Regions from separate parts of the Gossypium hirsutum genome. Here regions 1 and 2 are each linked to region 3. A link is a contact called in public Hi-C data. All regions are on one chromosome and are shown on one strand. Each heading gives the region's core, a stretch centred on a gene start, on an enhancer-like site or on the middle of the called end of the contact. The rest is flanking DNA. Distances are from core to core; before and after follow the strand shown.

The links. Hi-C and Micro-C count contacts between places; a contact is called where the count stands out from the background.
Region 1: a Hi-C map of leaf shows a contact between it and region 3, with 2.8 times the contacts expected there. The contact joins the promoter of LOC107918116 here to the enhancer-like site in region 3. A contact is called at or near these places in 11 of 34 Hi-C or Micro-C datasets (callus, leaf and seedling).
Region 2: a Hi-C map of leaf shows a contact between it and region 3, with 1.5 times the contacts expected there. The contact joins the promoter of LOC107917733 here to the enhancer-like site in region 3.

Annotation. Positions count from the first base shown.
Region 1 is chrA01:6,629,417-6,632,635 of Gossypium_hirsutum_v2.1, reverse strand. LOC107918116 (ubiquitin-conjugating enzyme E2 36) reads right to left here and starts at 1,544. Exons shown (of 9, transcript XM_016847635.2): 1 at 843-1,544; 2 at 412-491.
Region 2 is chrA01:6,704,251-6,707,400 of Gossypium_hirsutum_v2.1, reverse strand. It overlaps LOC107917733 (protein DJ-1 homolog B), which reads right to left and starts at 1,499. Exons shown (of 9, transcript XR_005899902.1): 1 at 156-1,499; 2 at 1-69.
Region 3 is chrA01:6,663,041-6,666,479 of Gossypium_hirsutum_v2.1, reverse strand. No RefSeq gene overlaps it. Among protein-coding and RNA genes, the nearest start is that of LOC107917788, 20 kb to the right of the region's middle. Within about 2 kb of position 1,934, at least 4 of the 9 cell types and tissues checked have an H3K27ac peak or open chromatin away from gene starts, as enhancers often do. A contact at or near this core is called in leaf, where this site is marked.

The DNA of each region.
Region 1 (3,219 bases), core at 295-2,794, 33 kb after region 3:
TCATATATATTACGATAGTACATAAAATAAAAAATAGTAATACAAATTTAAATTTGAAATAAAAAAGATAAGTGATAGCTCTCGTAAAAAATAAATTTTCAAAATTGATGAATATAAGTTGAGAGTAGTTAAATACTACTAATTGAAGTGATTTATTAGTAACTCATAAATTAAAACATGCTTAAAAAATAATACTTTTACCAAAGGTGATGTAATAGGCCAATTTTAACTTGGGTAAATTATAAAATAAAATAAAAAAGGGTCCAGAAAAATTACAATCCAATTCAAAACCCAAACAATAAGCTCAACAGCCCAAATTCATTTAACCCAACAAACTAAAACTAAGCCCAAACCTAGAAACCTTAGCCCACAACAAATCAGAAAATAAAAAAACAAGTAGAAGAAAAAAACCTAGCCCCCTAAGAGCTTCAGTCGCCGCGTCTCCTCACGCGTGCCATCACCGCTGCACGCCATCACCACGCTTCTAACACCTGCAAGAGAATTAAATGAAATAGCAGAGAGGAGCACGCAAGCATCAATAGCAAAACGACAAAAAAAAGGAAGCAAACGGCCTTGTATTCGGCTATAAAAGCCACATCAACTTCATTTATTGTTTTTTTTTTCACAAACACATCAGAGTAATTCAAAAAAGGCAAATAAGGTGATTTGCTTCGTTTCTCTATTTGTTATTTTCAGAAATAAAAAAAAAAGAGATATACGAGAAAGAAAAGATCGAAAATACGATAGTTTTCATTATGTGGTTTCCTTATCTTTTATTGCATATTTATTTAAAAAAATCATAGATATATAGGTATCTATAAAAAAAACACAAAAGCTTTTACCTTTCTCACGATCGAAAAAGGAAGCCGAGGGGTTTCCTTCATTCTTTTTGAATTTTAGACGGCATTTTTTGGGTTTTTGGCCTTGGAATGAGGTTTGGGGAGACCGAATTGACCGAAAAAGGCCCTCTTTGGAACTCTGGCCACCGTATGTGGTGATGGATGGGCGGTGGCCCATTGACCGGAGTTCAGTCGAAAAGGAGGGGTGAGAGAGAGGGTTAAAAAGTTTTTTTCAATTCTTTTTGAAGGGAGGGCTAAAGTGAAGGTTTAAAAAAATTTTGGGGCTTAAATAAGAACCTTGAAATGGCACCGTTTCAATTGGCCTCCCAAAATGCTAAAACGGCGTGGTTTTTGGGAGGGCCAACCCGAACCCCACCCACTCCAAATGGGGGATCCACGTGTTTCACTCTTTTGGGTTTATTTCAAGTGTGATCCATCCACTTTTACGGTGCACTGGAATCTAGCCCTTTTACTTACCTTTTTATTTTATAAATTTGGCAACATATTTCTCGTGTGGTTCAATTTAATCTGTGGCATGCTGAGCACTTAGAGTAAGGACGCGTGTCCGAAGATTGGGCTATTTTTTCATTTGGTCCTCGCCTCGCAAGTGTCAGCGCGTCTTATTTTGATCATTGTTTGCCTTTTTTTATTTACGATTTGTACCCCAAATTTCAGTTTGATTTCAATGTCATCCTTAGTCTACTTAATATATTAATTAATTTATCTATTTAAAAAAAAATTATATCCTATTTTTTAGTTTATTTATTTATTTAATTTCTTTTTCAAATCAAGTTTATATTAGCTCTTATTTATTTATTCATCCACCTTTTTTAATCTGGCTTGTTTATTTTATGTTTGCCCTTATCTTCATTGTTATTTTATTCCATTATTCATTTATTTGTCACTCTTCATGTACTTTCAAAATTTAAATTCATTATTATTATTATTGTTGTTATTATTATTGTTATTATATTATCATTAGCAATTTCTTATTATAGTTTATGCATGTTAACATTAGGATTTGTTAATATCAATGCTATATATGTTATATTTTATTATGCATATTATGTCATTGTTATTTCAAATGTATATTGCACTATCATTAATAGCCACATATGACCCTTTTGAAGTTTTAAACTATTTTTTTTAAACATGATCAAATAAACTACACATATATCATTTTTAAATATATCATTTTTTTACTTAAATTCATAAAAAGAAATTTTCAAAATAAAGCAATGTTTTGTATTTAGAGATTCGAGAAGTCGTACCCTAACTTACGGGATTTCGATTTTCTTGTTGAACCTAAATGATTGAATACCCTTTTAAATTTAAATATTTGAGTTTTAAATAAAAATTAAAGGCAAACTTATTCTCGAGGGCTCAAATGTCGCATCCTAACTTACGGGATGTGGCATATTGTCATCGTGGGACAAGTAGGCCTTTGATGCTCGTTTCATTTTAATTTAAGCGTTTTTAAAATTAATATTAATAAAAAGGGGATCGTATTTTAAAATCATTAATTTTAAAATTTCAACTTCCGACCTTAAGACATTGATTAATCAATTAGGTACCAATTTTGGACGTGACGAGGGTGCTAACCCTTCCTCACATGCAATCGACTCCCGAACCTATTTTCTCAAATTTCGTAGACGAAAATCGTTGTTTTAGTAAATTGAAATATTTTATTAAAACGACCAAATTACTAGGTGATCCGATCACACCTAAAAAAAATTAGTGACGACTCCTATTTTCGTTTTTAAATATTAAAGTCGACCCTTTTTCAAAAAAATGGTTTCAACATGTAACATTAAAGTTTTAGTTATCACCAGAACCATATAGAAATTAATTATCACATAACAACATAAGATTTTAATTATCATCGAGCCAATGCAAAAAAAAATGAAATTTAAAAAGAAATTGAACATTCTCATAAAAGTTTTAAAATATCAACCTAAGATTTTGTAACCTTGCTTCAAGAATAAAAATAGCAACCTAAAGTTTTGCAATTGAATCAATATTCAATTAACCTCACTAATATCACTAATAAAACGAGAACTTACAATTTTAAAATAGTAACATAAGGTTTTGTAACCGAACCAATATATAAAGTTCGGTTAACCTCATTAATCTCACTAATAGAACTAAATACATCTTCACCATTTCCGTCCAGTTGTTTTAAAATTCTTCCTTCTTGATTGTACTTAATTCCTACGGGATCCGGAACATCATTATCGATCTTTTCAAGCCTTCCTGCGTTTAAAGCTACCCAGAACTCTCCTTTATGATTCATCTTAATATTATCAGGAACTCTAGGTAGCTTAGCAAACACTTTGAGCTCAAAATTATTTGTTCCAAGATTGAACTTCAATATTCTTCT
Region 2 (3,150 bases), core at 250-2,749, 41 kb before region 3:
TCTCCTAATCACGTCGATCGTAATCACCGCTTCCATCGGCTCCGTCCCGTTGGCGATCGGCACCAAAACCTAAATAATCGAAACATCAAAATCACAAAAGTACAAAATTAACAAAAGAAAAAAAAATCTTTCCATTGTTTATGTGTCGTATTTACTTGTTTAGCCATTGTGGTTGAAGCAGAGGCTGAGCAGGAGAAGCGAGGGGATTTAAGAGGAGAGAAACGGAAATGATGATGGAGTTTGGAAGTTGAAAGAAGAGATTGATGAGTAAAGTGGCGTAAGTGTAATAATGCCATTACTTTTAGGGGTTTTTCTAGAGGGATCGGCTCGGCTCCCTGGCTCTGCTGGAAGGGCCTGGATTTCAGTAGCGTTTCGAATATGGCGGTAATGGATGAGATCGTTTCGATCAGCGGTTTTCATTTTGCCACGTGCTTTTAATGACTACTTACTTTGGTTAAAGCGCCTGGGAAGTCGCCCAATCAAATTAGTTCCTCTATTATTAAACAGATCAATTTAATTTTTATGATTAAATAAGTCTAAATTGTAACTGCAAGTCTAAATTTTGTCAGGGCCCATAAACAAATAAAATAGTCCAACTATTTACAAGTCCAAGTAGAATAAACCTACCCATTACCCAATTCATAAATCAAATAACACCCATCACATATCAGGCTTAAATTACCCAATCCCAAAGTTTAAAACCCAAAACAAACCCAATAACCTAAACCCTAATAGCCCACTTGCTTAAAATTTTTTAGCAGCAAACCCTAGCCCCTAAGCCTCCAACCGCCGCACACTAGGCCAACCACTGGCCATTTCGCGCAGAGCCTTCCCCGCACGCCACCGCTAGCCTCCACGCGTCTGACACCTGCAAGACGAAGCTAACACGCAACATGCAAGAAACAAAGAGGAAAAAAACAAAAAAATAGTAGCAGAGGATAAGCAAAAAACAAAATGGATCTATGTAACTCAGTTATAAAAACCGAGGCATATCACTTTGTATTTTTTTTACGCACACTGAAAATAAAAGAACAGAACAGAAGTTTCGAAAGGTTGTTTTTTTTTTGTTTCCTTTCATTTTCTTATTTCATTTTATTTGTTTTTTAATACCAATCTATTGTGAAATAAAAGAGGAGGGAAGGACTTACGTGAATCGGCACATGGTCTCGTTCCCGGAGGTTTCTCTCCGTCGTCGAGGCCGGTTCTAAAGGGAGTCGAGGCCCTCGTCCTTCGGCTGATAGGTTGAGCGAGTTTGGCTCCTCAAAGTCCAAAAAATAAGGGTTAAAAGTCCCTTTTCGCGTGACCTCAGCCACCGGCCACAGTGGTTTTAGGGGAGGCGACGGCGACGAGGATGGGTTTCATAACCCTAGCCGAAAAGAGGAAAAGAGAAGAGGGAGGGGGCTGCTCTCTGCTTTTAAAAAAAAAGGGAAAGAAAGAAATAAGCAATTTAAAAAAAAAATTGGCCTTAATAGCCCAGCAAAACGTCATCGTTTTGCACTTCCCCCTTCACGCCTCAAAACGACGTCGTTTAGGGGGAACCGCGCAACCCGACCCGTACCCACGGAGGATCCGGGCATTTTGACCTAATGGTCTATTTGCGCATTGGATCCCTCCGCTTTCTTATCGCGTTTCAATGCGGTCCTGCGTTACCTTTTTATTTAGATTTTTACCCTAGAATTTTGCCTCTGTTTCCACTTAGTCCTCGGGCCATTTAAAGAGGCAGACCCTTGAAACGCCGTTCATGAGGGATTGGGATTATTTTCCCAATCAGTCCCTCAAGGTTTCAACGCGTTTTAAATCGGTCCGTTGCTTTATTTTTGTCCGAATTCTCCCTTTAATTTTATTTAGATTTTGTTTTAGTCCTTTTTAAATACTTGCATTAATTTTTTTCGAATTTGGACCCTAAATTTTCATTTTATTTGTAATCTACCCCTTTTTTCATATAAATTTGGACTCTTTTTTCATTATTTGTTTTAAACTACTTTATTTATCTTAAATTTCATATATTAAACTGTTTTAAATTGTTTTAGATATATTATTTTAAATTATTTCATATACTATACACTTTAAATTGTTTTGTATATTATTTATTTTAAATTTGTTTTTATGTATTATTCATTTTAAATCGTTTTATTATTAACTTTAAATTTTTTTCATATATTATCAATTTCAAATTTTTATATGTATTATCTATTTTTTATATACCATTTATTTTTTTAAAAAATGTTTTGTATATTACTTATTTTAAATTTCTTTTTACATAATATTTACTTTAAACTCATTTATATTATTTATCTTAAAATTATTTTACATATTATTTGTTTTAAACTTTCTTCTCATATATCATCTATTTCAAACTTTCGCTTATATTGCCTATTTTAAAAAAACGTAATCTATTTTTAAATTGTTTTATGTATTAAATTCCTTTTTCACATTATTTATTTTAAATTCATTTATTATCATTTTAAATTTGTTTTTGCATTTCATTTATTTTAAGTTGCTCTATAGGTTTTAAATTGATATATATATTATTTGATTTATCGGCCTTTATTTATTAGTGTTCTTATTTAAATGATAAATGTTGCATGATTGTTGTCCTTGTATATACTATGACCCATTTACTTGTAATTTCATATTATTGTCATTCATAGCATTTGTATGTTATTACCTCATGTTCCACATCGTTTTTTAGTTATCTCATTCAAATCGCATTGTGAATTAAGCTACAACTTTTTATCCAATATGGATCGTTCTATTTTTACTCTAAACAAATAACGCATGTCGTTTAAATATCGTATTCACTATTATTCAAAAATGAAAATTTCAAAATAAGGCAATGTTTCACGTTTTGGAACATCGAGGAATTGTACCCTAACTTACAGGGTATTGGTTCTCTCGTTGATTCTAAATAGCCAAATATCCATTTGAGTTTTAAAATACATGAAATTTCAATTAAAATTAAATACAAACTTGCGCTCGGGAGTTCATGGTATTGTGTCCTAACTTACGGGATGTGATACTCCGATATCTCGAGACGAGAAAATCTTTAGTACGTTTTGGGCTAATTCAAGCATTTTTTAAAATTGACGTTAATAAAAAAGGATCGTATTTTAAATCCGTTCCCGATTTTCAACTTTCGACATTAAGATA
Region 3 (3,439 bases), core at 685-3,184:
ATATATTTTAACCCTGGGAAATTTATAAATTAATTATAATTCACTAATACAAAGTTTTTTTTTCTAATTTTACAAACTCAGTCAAAGCACAAATAAAAGTACATGTTCGAACAACCATAAAGAGTAGAATCAAACAATTATAGGACAGATAAAGTAAGAATTGGAACAAATTGTAAAATCAAACAATTATAGCACGGATTAAGAATTGGAACAGTTCAGGTTAAATTTGACTAACTGAAAATTTCACACATGGGAATTAGGGGTGTTCATAGTTCAGTTAAAATCAAATTAACTGACTAAATCGATCTAATTCGATTAATCGATCGGTAGCCGAATTTTGTTCGGTCTAAAGTTAGTTAATGATTTTTTAAAATTTCGGTTATTGGTTAATTTGATTCGAAATTGGGTAATTAACCAAAATAAATAATATATATTATATATAATTGTTAACTTTTTGTTTGGTTGTTAACTTTCAAGATTTATGTAGTGTTTCTAATGTATTATTTGTTATTTTCGCCTCCATTTAACATATTTTATATGTTTTATACTTATTTTAATCAAAAGACAAAATAACATATAAATTTCAATTAATTCGGTTAACTGGTCGAATTAACCAAAATATTTCTTCGGTTAATGTATTTGGAAAAAACTTCGGTTCAATTAACGGTTAAATTTTTTTTACATTCGGGTAATTCGGTTCGAGTATTAACCGAACGGATAGTTTGAACACCCCTAATGAGAACAACACATAATAAGACTCGAAAACCCACGTATATAATTATGAGTTGTAAATTTCAAACGTAGATATTCACAACTCAAGTTTTCGATTTTATGAAATGTAGCAATATACGTTCAAAGTATTTAGAAGATGCCTCTTTTTTCTCACTATAGAACACTCTTTTAATTTAAAATTTTAAATTTATTTATACATTAATGATCTAATCAAATACTATTTAGACCCTTGTTCTAAAAATCAACAATTTCTTTAAATCATAAATTAATAATTCTTTGTCTACATATAAAAAAATAATTGAATGAATCTAATTTTGATGATATTGGCTTGCATGGTTTTTTTTTTCTCTACCTCTTTCTTCTTCCCCTAATTATAAATAAAGAAGTGTTCCTAATAAAACTAAGGGTGGGTTTAGATAAGCAGTATATTTATTTGTAGTTAGTGTAAAAATAACGGTAACGGTGAAATTAAATATTATAGCGATACTGTAATGTAAGACTAAAAGTAAGTTAAACGCACCACATCATACCGTCGATACATACCCATCTGAAAATCAAATCACAAATAAAATAACACATAAATAATAAATAAATTTAATAAAAATCCATCTGGATATGAAAGAGATGTGATCTATAAGGACATTTTAAGATGTTACTTATGCACAAGTCTTTAAACATATAATTATACAAAAATGGACCCATCATCACTAACTTTGAACATGTTTCTTTTCTTTTTTTCCTTTCATTTTCTTTCATTATTAATGGAGTGTGTTTGCCATGTGGGTTTTTAAGCTTATCCAATCCCTAAAACCCTCACAATAATTTAACCACTGATTGACATGTGAAAGATTCCTACTTTTTTTGCATCCTTCTGCTCCCTTCGTCTGCTTCAAAATCAACCCCCCAAAAAAACACAATTTTCATTGGTTGATTAGCAAAGATTGACACATGACATTACTAAAACAATTAGCCACCAAATGTTCTCACAAAGACAAGATTTATTTAATGTTTCAACTTTTGAAAAAGAAAAAAAACAACCCAATGAGACAGCCAATCCCATCAACACAATATTGGCTTAAAAGAAAAAATCATGTGACTTCTTCTCCTTAATCCCCATTTTAATTTTTCATGTTATAGGGTTTACCCATGTTTTTTTGCCTATACCATTATCATTGATTGTGTTTCCCTTTGCCTTTGCAATAGCTATATTTGTCTATGCAATGTGGTTGGCATGCCAGAGTGGCCTGCCTACCTTTCAATGGCAACCACAAGCTTTTGTCCCCACTCATTAACCCAAATTTTCTAATTACAAATGGTTTTGAATTCAAGTTATTTTGAGTAGTATCATACAAATTTATGAATAAAATTTTTGGTTGTTTTAAGATCAAATTATTAACTTACAGTAAATTAATTTTCGACTTTAAGTCAACAATATATATGCACAAGATCAAAATTCACTACTATTATTTAGATTAAACCCCAAATTTTATCTTTAAAAAATTAAGATATATGTATTTTCAAAATATGATATTTTGCTTAAAGTATGCCAAAATTTAGAGAGAATTTAATACACATACAAGTACAAAGTACTTTTTTGTTTCATTGAAAAATCAATGCAATAAAAAAAAAGAATCCAATAGGATGGAATGGTGGAGATATAGAAAATAGTGTAATGATAATCATGACAAAACTATTGGTGAGTTGTTATGTTAAACTAAGGATAAAATAATTGAATATTTTATGGAGAATCTAGAGATGATTTAAGGTAAAAAAAAATCATGATTAATTATTAGTTTGAAAATAGTGGGATTTTGACCCAAAAGATTGGGTTTCACTAACCTTGATTGACCCCAAAGCTAAATGTAAAAAGAGTGTAGTTGAAGTGAAGTTTATTTATATTTATAAATTGCAAATGATTTGGAAGTGATAAGGAAATCATTTTCTTACCAATAGTGGGATAAGAAGTGGTATTTAAGTGAAGTAATTGGTGGAAATGGGCCAAAAAATCATTGTTATCTTGATTGGGCTATTTAAGAAATTAATGATTATAAGCCCATTTTTCATACTCTTTTATTTTATTTTATTTTATTTAAATTTACTTTTTCAACCAATTAATCATGTGCAATATGAAGATACATGTGGCCCATGGACATCACCCTTTTCCTCCACCTTTGAATGAGTGGGAAATTAATGGCATTTAAGGAACTGGGCCCAAACTCAAATTTTGTCAAATATTTTCACATTTTTGTTTCTTTTTGAACCTTGACAAATTCAAAAAGGTTATGATAAAACATTATATGAATTATTAATACATCAAAATATATATTTACACAAAATATTTCATCTAATTTTTAGTTAAAATAACATATCATTATTTGGTAATATGGACAATTATTCTATACATTGTCCATGAAAATAAAATTCGCAAGCAAGTTTATGATGCTAAAATATTAAATATGTCTTTTTTTATAAATATATTATAATGACACATGGTAATATCCTGCATTTGTTTTTGAGTTATGTGATGGAGGGATTGAGATAAAACTAAAAAAATTGTGGGTGCAAGGCTAAAAATATTTGTAATAAAATTATTTAAATTAAAATTTAAACTTTTGAAAATGATCAAAATTGTAATTGTTCTATTTAAATAAAAATTAAAAAGGACTAAATTGAATATTTGACCTTTAAAAAAATGCTACGATCACAA